Regions from separate parts of the Mus musculus genome. Here all the other regions are linked to region 3. A link is a contact called in public ChIA-PET and HiChIP or PLAC-seq data. All regions are on one chromosome and are shown on one strand. Each heading gives the region's core, a stretch centred on a gene start, on an enhancer-like site or on the middle of the called end of the contact. The rest is flanking DNA. Distances are from core to core; before and after follow the strand shown. Region 1 overlaps Gm42312 (a long non-coding RNA gene). Region 2 overlaps Dennd4c (DENN/MADD domain containing 4C). Region 3 holds the start of Rraga (Ras-related GTP binding A).

Region 1 (2,700 bases), core at 94-2,593, 140 kb before region 3:
AGTTACAGTGGTTGTAAGCTGCCATGTAGATGCTGGGACTCACTGAATCCTGGGTACTCTGGAAGAGCAACCTGTATTTTTTTTTTTTTTGGTTTTTCGAGACAGGGTTTCTCTGTATAGCCCTGGCTGTCCTAGAACTCACTTTGTAGACCAGGCTGGCCTCGAACTCAGAAATCCACCTGCCTCTGCCTGGGATTAAAGGCATGTGCCACCATGCCCCGCCTACAATCTGTATTCTTAACTGCTGAGCCTGAGGGTCTCTGTTGTGATGCATTCAATCAAATACAAGCCCCTATGCATGCTGCGCAAACAAACACTCTATCACAAAACTACAGGTCCAACTAGGTGGCCCCTCTCCCTCTCCCTCCCCCTCCCCCTCCCCCTCTCCCTCCCCGTTCCCCCTCCCCCCTCCTCTTTCCTCCCTCCCCAGGCCTACTTCTCAACAAGGTGGAGCTTTACCTAGTCTAGATTGGAACTCAAGATCCTTCTGCTTGAGTAGCTTGGATTACAGATCTCTGACTCAGCTCCACCAAGTCTCAGTTTGGCTACTCTGTGAACTGAGAAGGACAGAACAAGTAAGTGAAATACCAGGGAGCCTTAGCATTCCTCAGAGAACTCCAGCAAAGGGAAGAGAACACTATACAAGCCAAATACCTGCCCTTCTTTATGGGAATTTACATAGCTCTCATCCTTTCTTTCCTTCTTTCTTTCTTTCTTTCTTTCTTTCTTTCTTTCTTTCTTTCTTTCTTTCTCTCTCTCTCTCTCTCTGTCTTTCTTTCTTTCTTTCTTTCTTTCTTTCTTTCTTTCTTTCTTAATTTATTCATTTTGCCTGATGATACATGCCTTTAATCCCAGCAGCTGGGTGGCAAAGACAGGTGGGTCTCTGAGTTTGAGGCCATATTAGTCCACAGAGTAAATTCCAGGACAGCCAGGGCTACACAGAGAAATCCTGTCTCAAACAAAATTTATTTGTTTGTTTGTTTGTTTGTTTGTTTATTTGATGCATGTGTGTGCTGGCATGTGTTTTTGCACACCACATGGGGCCAAAGGGCATCAGATGCCCTGGATCAGAAGCCCTGGTTGTGAGATGCCTGATGTGAATACTAGGAATGCAGCCCAAGTCTTCTGAAAGAGCAGTAAGTACCCTCAACACTCTAGCCTTCTCTCTAGTCCCTGGCTTTCATTTTTCTTATATTTTGTGTTTCTGTTATAGCTCTGCCAAACAGGGCTGGAGAGGTAGCTCAGTGGTCAAGAGCACTCTTTGCTCTTCCAGAAGTTCCAGGTTAGGTCTAATAGCCATATTAGGTGGCTCACCGCTGTCTGCCACTGCATTTTCAGGGGATCTAAGGCTCTCTGGCCGCCACCGACATTTGCATAGTGTTGCACATAAACTCATGCATGCATGCACACATACACACAAATAAGGATAAATAAATCTTTAACCAAAAAAAGAAAAAAAAAAAAGACTTGTGCCAAATAAATAACAAAACTAGTTACAAAATTATCTTCAAGGTTCTTTCAGCTCAGGAGTCTGAGGTTTTGCAAAGTTCACAGTTTCTGTTGCTATGGTTTCAAAACAAAGCCAAGGCTTTTAATGTTTTCAGGATAAAACCAACTTATGCCTGTAGGCAGAGAGCCAGGACATAACTCTAGGTCTCCTGACACTAAGGAAGAGATAGGATAATCTTTCTGGGCTCATGGAACTGGACCAAATAATTCATATTTGGTAATAGCTGTGGCTATTCCTGTGCTCTGCTTATGGGGAAACAAATTCTCTATTTTTGCTTCTTAATTTGTATTTTCTCCTTAGTGCCGGGGACCAAACAGAACCCAGGACTTTAGAGAAAAGATCTCTAGCACTGATTTAATCCACAAACTGCCTTTGAGTATAAGGAGTGAGTCTCTTTGGCTTGCTGGTGAGTACCCTATCTGTGATTATCATATTTATTACCCAATACTTTCCTAGGTAACTGTAGCTTCATGTTTGCTGAGTTCCACCTTACTGATAAAGAAGACATGGAGGAGAGATTTCACCATTGCTTCTACTCAGATTGTTTTACCCAACTTATTTATTGAATACTTTACTTTTTTATTTGACTTTGTGTATTATGCATGTGTATGTACATTTTGTGTATGTATTTATGTACGTGTGTATGTCGGGGTTTGGGGTGCCCATGCCTGAGCATATAGAGGCTAGATTCAAAGTCGGTATCTTTCTCAATCTTTCACCACCTTATTCTTTCAGACAGGCTCGCTGGCTAGACTAGTCATTCAGCTAGACTGGCTGACCAGCGAGCCCTTAGGTTCCTCTTGCCTCTCAGTCCCCAGGAAGCAGGTTCGAAGTGCGTCCAATCACACTAAAATTTTAATATGGCTTCTGTGGATTCAAACTTGGGTCCCCATGTTTGCTTTTCTGACCGATCCTCTTCCCAGCTTGCTCTTTGTTATTATTGATTTTATATATGTGGGTATTTTGCCTGCATGTGAATATATGCATTACATTTTGTGTCCAAGTTGACCTGATGAGAATATTGGATTCCCTGGAACTGGAGTTACAGATGGCTGTGAGTCACCACGTGGGTGCTTGGAATCTAACCCAGGGCCTCTGCAACAGCAGCAAGTTCTCTTAAACACTGAGATACCGCTTCAGTCTTTATTCTTGCTTTTAAAAGTAGATGACAAAGTAAATAGGTTCCCATC
Region 2 (2,700 bases), core at 32-2,531, 250 kb before region 3:
TACTCATGAAGCAAAAGAGATTTACAGAAACTCGACCCTGGAGTCTGGTGTTCTCTCTAACTCATACATTAATATTCCATTCCCGCGTTAGTCTAGTGTATGGATCCACGTGCTCTCTTTTAGTATTTTTAAGATTGAATTCTGACATAGCTAAAGCCAGTGTTCCAACAGTCCTAGAATGTCCTTGAGCAAGACCATGGGCTTGGAATTCAATAAGAGTGTTGCCTATTCAGTGACATTCAGAATAGCCTCTGGTACTACACTATCACTTAGAATAAAAGCCAAGTCCTCCCATATACAGGAATTTACAATGGTTTAGGAAGTAGATCGGGCTGTGGTTTTAGAGTATTGCATTGTTCATGAGATGGTTAGCTAGAACGGAACTCCCTAGTTAGAACCATGACTTGGGTGTGAAAGCCCTTGCCCTAGGAGAGTAAAGACCTCACACCTGGCTTCTAAGACTATAGCTGAGTTTCACCCATACACACATATTTACAATGGCCTAAGGGGAAGGTGAACTATACAGTAGACAAAAATAGGAACTATGGCAAGGGCACGAAGCCCTTGACCCTGGCTTCTAAGATTAAGCGAATCTTAGGTGGAGCCCTTTTTGATCTCAGTTGTTAACAATGAATTCTATCCCAGGTGGTTCCCGTTAGACCTTCTGTGTTTGCATTCCTCTGTTTTATGTAAGAATCCAGTAACCTCTTTGTACCTTGCTGGTGTGTCACCCAACTTCCTTATTGTCTTCTGCATAAAAAGTCTGATGCTCGATTTGACAAAATACATTCAGATCCAACACAACCTCTCCTGTGTGCATCTGTCTGTCAATTCATCCAACGCTTTGCCCACCCGTGACTAGAGACCTGTTCCATGAAGACAAAGGGGCCCAGAGGGTCTGTGGCACTGGCTTCACTGTATTTTGTTGCTGTTGTTGTTGTTTGTTTTCTAACACAGTGTCTGTCACTGAACCTGGAGCTCACTGATGTAGCTAGGCTAGCTGGCCAGTGAGCTTCAGAGACCCAGCGGTTTCCATCTCCCCAGTGCTGGCATTTCAGGTGGTGCTCAGGATCCAAACGCAGGCTCAGGAAGCACTTTAAAAACCAAGCCATCTCCCTAGCCCAGGGAGTGCTGAAATAACACTAAAACATTAGTTTTGAATCAGGTATAAATAGAGTTTAATTGCAAGAATCTACTCCTGGTATTCACACATTAAGCAGAACAGAAAAGCAGTCTAGAGACAAAGGAGAGGCCACCCTCTCCATGTCTTCAGGGCACTCACCTCCCAAGGGAGCTTGCACAATACTAACCTGGCAGAGCCTCGCAGGTCTTTAAATTCTACATTGAGAAGAGGCAAGAAGTTGCTTTTACAGAACGGGCAGGTTGTATTCAAATTTGAGTCATCTGCTGTCCATCCAGCCATGATTTCCTCATCATAAACCAGAGCGCCACAAGCTCTGCACTGTGAGCAACTCGACATCAAAACCTAAAGGGAAAGCAGGAAGACAGTCTCTATGGCAGAAGTGGGTCTCAGTGGTCTAGTCTACTGGGGAAAAATTTCAACTTTTAGTTATTTTATTGGTTTCAACTAGGGTTGACAGCTCTTTTATGAGTCTATTGCCTCAAAGATATTAAGCACTCCTCTGACTATCCATATAGATCCCCTTGAATCCTATTAAGTGCTATTATGAGATAAGAATATGTTTACAGGGCTGGTGAGATGGCTCAGAGGGTAAGAGCACCCGACTGCTCTTCCAACGGTCCTGAGTTCAAATCCCAGCAACCACATGGTAGCTCACAACCATCCATAAGGAGATCTGACTCCCTCTTCTGGAGTGTCTGAAGACAGCTACAGTGTACTTACATATAATAAATAAGTCTTTAAAAAAAAAAAAGAATATGTTTACAGCCACTTTACCACAGGTACAAGAACTATAGAATCTTTACCTCCATCGCACAATTTTGATAGATGCTAGACATACTGGTATTCTGAGAAGAACCATGGTCTGACTTTTCAAAGTCCTGCCCTTTGATATTTCTTGAAAATGGAACTTCACCTAAAGACAAGTAAGTAAGAAATAGAACATATAATGTAGGAGAGTGTTCTCAAATGTGCGTGCATGTAGATATAAACTGATAGAATTAATAAAAGTTAACTGAATGTAGGTAGAGGATATATAAATGTTTATTAAATGATTTTCTCAACTTTTCCTAACAACAACTTAAGACGACTGCAGGTGTGTATCTGTACTACCAGTACTTGGAAGGAGGGAAAAGGAGAATGGGGGGTGGGGGAGGGGGGTGGGCAGCAAGTCTGTGCTATGGGATGAGACTTTGTCTTAAAGAATCAGAAAAAAAAGTAGATAAAAGTTTTTAAAAATAGGGGTAATAATTCTCTCTGTCTTGAAATTGCAGTTGTATTCCCCAGAGGTCCTTAAAAATAACATTTCAATCACTGATTTACCCAGAGAACAAGGTGAAAAAAAAACAAACAAAAAAAACACACTCCCAAGGCCCCATTCCACAAATTCAGTTTCAGAGGAAGGGAAGAAGAGGCGGGGGGTAGAGAGGAGGGGGATTGGTTCCTTAACTGGTCTGGTTGACAATACGTGAATACTTGTTGTTGACAATAGATGGCTACCATATAAATCAGAGTAAAACAGATATATGGGGTGACGGGTTATAGGCATAAGGAAAACC
Region 3 (2,700 bases), core at 56-2,555:
GCACACGTTTCAAGCTCACTTTTAAGCACATGACATTATGAATATTAAAGACAAATGATGCAAAAAAAAAAAAAACACCGTAATTCAGCATTTTACTAAAGAGCATTTGGCATTATTTCAACGCATGAGGAGGCTGTGCTTGGGCCCATCTACTCTTTCTAGCTTCTCAAAGTGTTTCCTGGCATTACGAATGTTGATCAGAGTAGCTGCAGAAGGGATGGATGGATCTGACATGACCACCATCACGTACGTGTTTGATGTAAAGATGTCGATGAAGGCAGCGAAGTTAGAATTCCTCACTTCCATGCTCTGGAAAGAAGCGGCCAATTTACTGCAGCTCAGCTTAAACTGCTTGATGATGTTGCTGATCTTCTCAAAGCGGTGCACATCTCGCTGCTCTTTGCACTGGTAGTGGGAAATCACCAAGAACGTAGCTCTCTCGAACAGCAGAACTTCATCAGCCTCAATAATCTGGGCAAAATTCCTTAGGTTCATCTCCAGCTGCTGAACGTTGGGGATCAGCTGATAGACGATGCTGGACCAGGCTTTGTAGAGCGTCTCATCCCAGATGGACGTTCGAAAACAAGCGCACTCCAGCGGGCGAGACAAACGCCTCAGGTCTTCCTCTCGCTCTTTAAAAATCAGGTCACGTTGATCTTCCTGAACCAGATCCATTTTGTGCACCAGGCAGAAGATTTTGGCGTCAGGTGAATTCTGGAGGATGGCTTCCAGACACGATTGGTAATAATGCATATCTTTTTCCAGTTCGCGGCTCTCTACGTCAAACACGTATATCAGAACCTCCACATTACGGAAGATGTTGTCCCGCTGGCTGGTGAAGTAATTTTCCATAAAGGTGTCCTGGCCGCCACAGTCCCACAGGTTCAGCACCAGGTTCCCCAAGAATCGGACGTGGGAGTGCTCCACGTCGATGGTGGCACCCAGGCGCCTAGTGTCGCGCGCAATATAATTTGCAAAGATGATCGACCTCATGCTGGTCTTCCCCGACCCGCTCTTTCCCATCAACAGCACCTTTTTCTTCATGGCTGTATTGGGCATCACCTGCCGGCGTCGCCACGGACTGGGCCTGAGGCACGGCCTAACGGCGGACCGACCAAGGATGGGGACGGCGGGACACCGAGCACCGACCGGCAGCGGAGGCCGTGCACGCGAGCTGGGGGCAGGAAAGACCGCGGCGAGGCGAGGTCTCAGAAAACAGCGCCCGAGGCAATGGCCACAGCCGCTCCGAGCTAGCGAGAGCAGACCAGTGATGTGATCAGCTTCGGCCCGGCCGCCACCCACTTCCCGCCGGCATCTCGCGAGAACTCCGAGGGCCTGCCGCCACCCACTTCCGGTGGCGACATCGCGAGAACGTCGGCTACTCCTTTGAGACCCTTGGAATTCTAAGAAACTGCTTCTTCCATTGCAATCTAGCGCACAGCGAGTTAAAATGAAAGGGCGAGCCCACGCTGGGGTTTTGTTCTGCTTGGGTTGCCCTGGGTCTTTGCAGAAGGGGTCGAGTGAACCTGGGAGGGAGAATGCTGCCCCCGCGTGGCCAAAAGTCCTCACACGCCCACTGCCATTATCACCTCAGAGAGATAATAGTGCTGTAGGCTTGACAATCAGGCAGGTAGAGGAGCGGGGATGACAAATGAAAACCAGCAGAAAGAGATTTCGAAAAACTAATTGCCCAGGGCTAGGCAGTTCCTTACCAGGGAGACATCCTGATTCCTTGTTCTTTTTACCTCAGCTTGAGAATGTGTAATTAGAATCCAAAACTCGAGTAGAGGGTAATATGGAACACCATGCAATAGCTTCGTCCTCACGGTTACCGTGTGAACAACTGTTTTCAAACCTGAGGGGGTTAACGAGTCTGAGTGCCTTAGAAGGTCTGCTCACTTAGCCATAGGCCACATGGCCTCAAGCCTTTAAGAAGAGATAAGCAGTGTCATCCAGTAAGTTGAGGCTGAGTCAGTAGAATTACCAGGGCACGTCATATTCCTAAATTAGGACACTGCATCCTTATTGTAAAGCCCTTTCCAGGTTGTATACTACACTGTACCAATGAAGACATTTTCTCACTTATTCATTCAAAAATTGGATGTTGGGGCTAGAGACATAGCTTATCATTTAAGCCATGGTCTCCCGCACAGATATGGTGCACACACACACACACACACACACACACACACTGCTCTTCCAGAGAACCTGGGTTTGCTTCCCAGCACCACTGTGACTCCTTGAAACTGTAACTTCAGTCCAGGGGATGATGCCTTCTTTCAACCTCTGTGGGCACTGCATGCATATGATGCATAGACACACAGGCAAAATATGAATTTACATAAATAATGTTTACAATATGCAAGAAAATTCAAAAGTGGGCTGGCAAGATGGCTAAGCGGGTAAGAGCACTGACTGCTCTTCTGAAGGTCCTGAGTTCTAATCCCAGTAACCACATAGTGGCTCACAACCACCCCGTAATGAGATCTGATGCCCTCTTCTGGTGTGTCTGAAGACAGCAACAGTGTACTTATCTATAATAATAAATCTCTGGGCTGGAGTGAGCAGAGGTCCAGAATTCAATTCCTAACAACCACATGAAGGCTCACAAGCATCTGTGTAGCTACAGTGTACTCATATACATAAAAAAAGACAATTTAAAAGTAATCATTGTTGCAGGATATTTGATCACACTGAACC

What was found. ChIA-PET counts read pairs in DNA pulled down with a chosen protein or histone mark. HiChIP or PLAC-seq counts read pairs in DNA pulled down with a chosen protein or histone mark.
Region 1: a contact with region 3 is called in an RNA polymerase II ChIA-PET map of memory CD8 T cells, with 233 read pairs. The contact joins the enhancer-like site here to the promoter of Rraga in region 3. A contact is called at or near these places in 10 of 39 promoter capture datasets (3T3-L1-derived adipocytes, the C10 cell line, the HPC-7 cell line and 5 more), 1 of 15 datasets of contacts at CTCF or cohesin (the NIH/3T3 cell line), 23 of 484 Hi-C or Micro-C datasets (the 63-12 cell line, CD4 T cells, CD8 T cells and 14 more), 33 of 115 datasets of contacts at active chromatin or transcription factors (CD8 T cells, the NIH/3T3 cell line, the SCID.adh cell line and 22 more) and 4 of 9 other capture datasets (adipose tissue, bone marrow-derived macrophages, liver and 1 more).
Region 2: a contact with region 3 is called in an H3K27ac HiChIP or PLAC-seq map of trophoblast stem cells, with 2.4 times the contacts expected there. The contact joins the enhancer-like site here to the promoter of Rraga in region 3. A contact is called at or near these places in 8 of 39 promoter capture datasets (the 3T3-L1 cell line, the C10 cell line, the HPC-7 cell line and 5 more), 1 of 15 datasets of contacts at CTCF or cohesin (the NIH/3T3 cell line), 18 of 484 Hi-C or Micro-C datasets (the C10 cell line, the G1E-ER4 cell line, the HPC-5 cell line and 13 more), 16 of 115 datasets of contacts at active chromatin or transcription factors (the 230-238 cell line, the SCID.adh cell line, a beta-TC-6 cell line and 9 more) and 2 of 9 other capture datasets (adipose tissue and liver).

What each region holds. Positions count from the first base shown.
Region 1 is chr4:86,716,319-86,719,018 of GRCm38.p6, reverse strand. The region is part of intron 2 of Gm42312 (a long non-coding RNA gene); the gene reads right to left. Among named protein-coding and RNA genes, the nearest start is that of Gm42312, 6.6 kb to the right of the region's middle. Within about 2 kb of position 1,343, at least 37 of the 459 cell types and tissues checked have an H3K27ac peak or open chromatin away from gene starts, as enhancers often do. A contact at or near this core is called in Sertoli cells, adipose tissue, beige adipocytes and 3 more, where this site is marked.
Region 2 is chr4:86,828,277-86,830,976 of GRCm38.p6, reverse strand. It overlaps Dennd4c (DENN/MADD domain containing 4C), which reads right to left. Exons shown (of 32, transcript NM_184088.1): 24 at 1,948-2,057; 25 at 1,311-1,486. Among named protein-coding and RNA genes, the nearest start is that of Rps6, 28 kb to the left of the region's middle. Within about 2 kb of position 1,281, at least 3 of the 459 cell types and tissues checked have an H3K27ac peak or open chromatin away from gene starts, as enhancers often do. A contact at or near this core is called in trophoblast stem cells, where this site is marked.
Region 3 is chr4:86,574,278-86,576,977 of GRCm38.p6, reverse strand. Rraga (Ras-related GTP binding A) reads right to left here and starts at 1,305. Exons shown (of 1, transcript NM_178376.3): 1 at 1-1,305. The coding sequence starts at 1,059. The coding sequence ends at 118.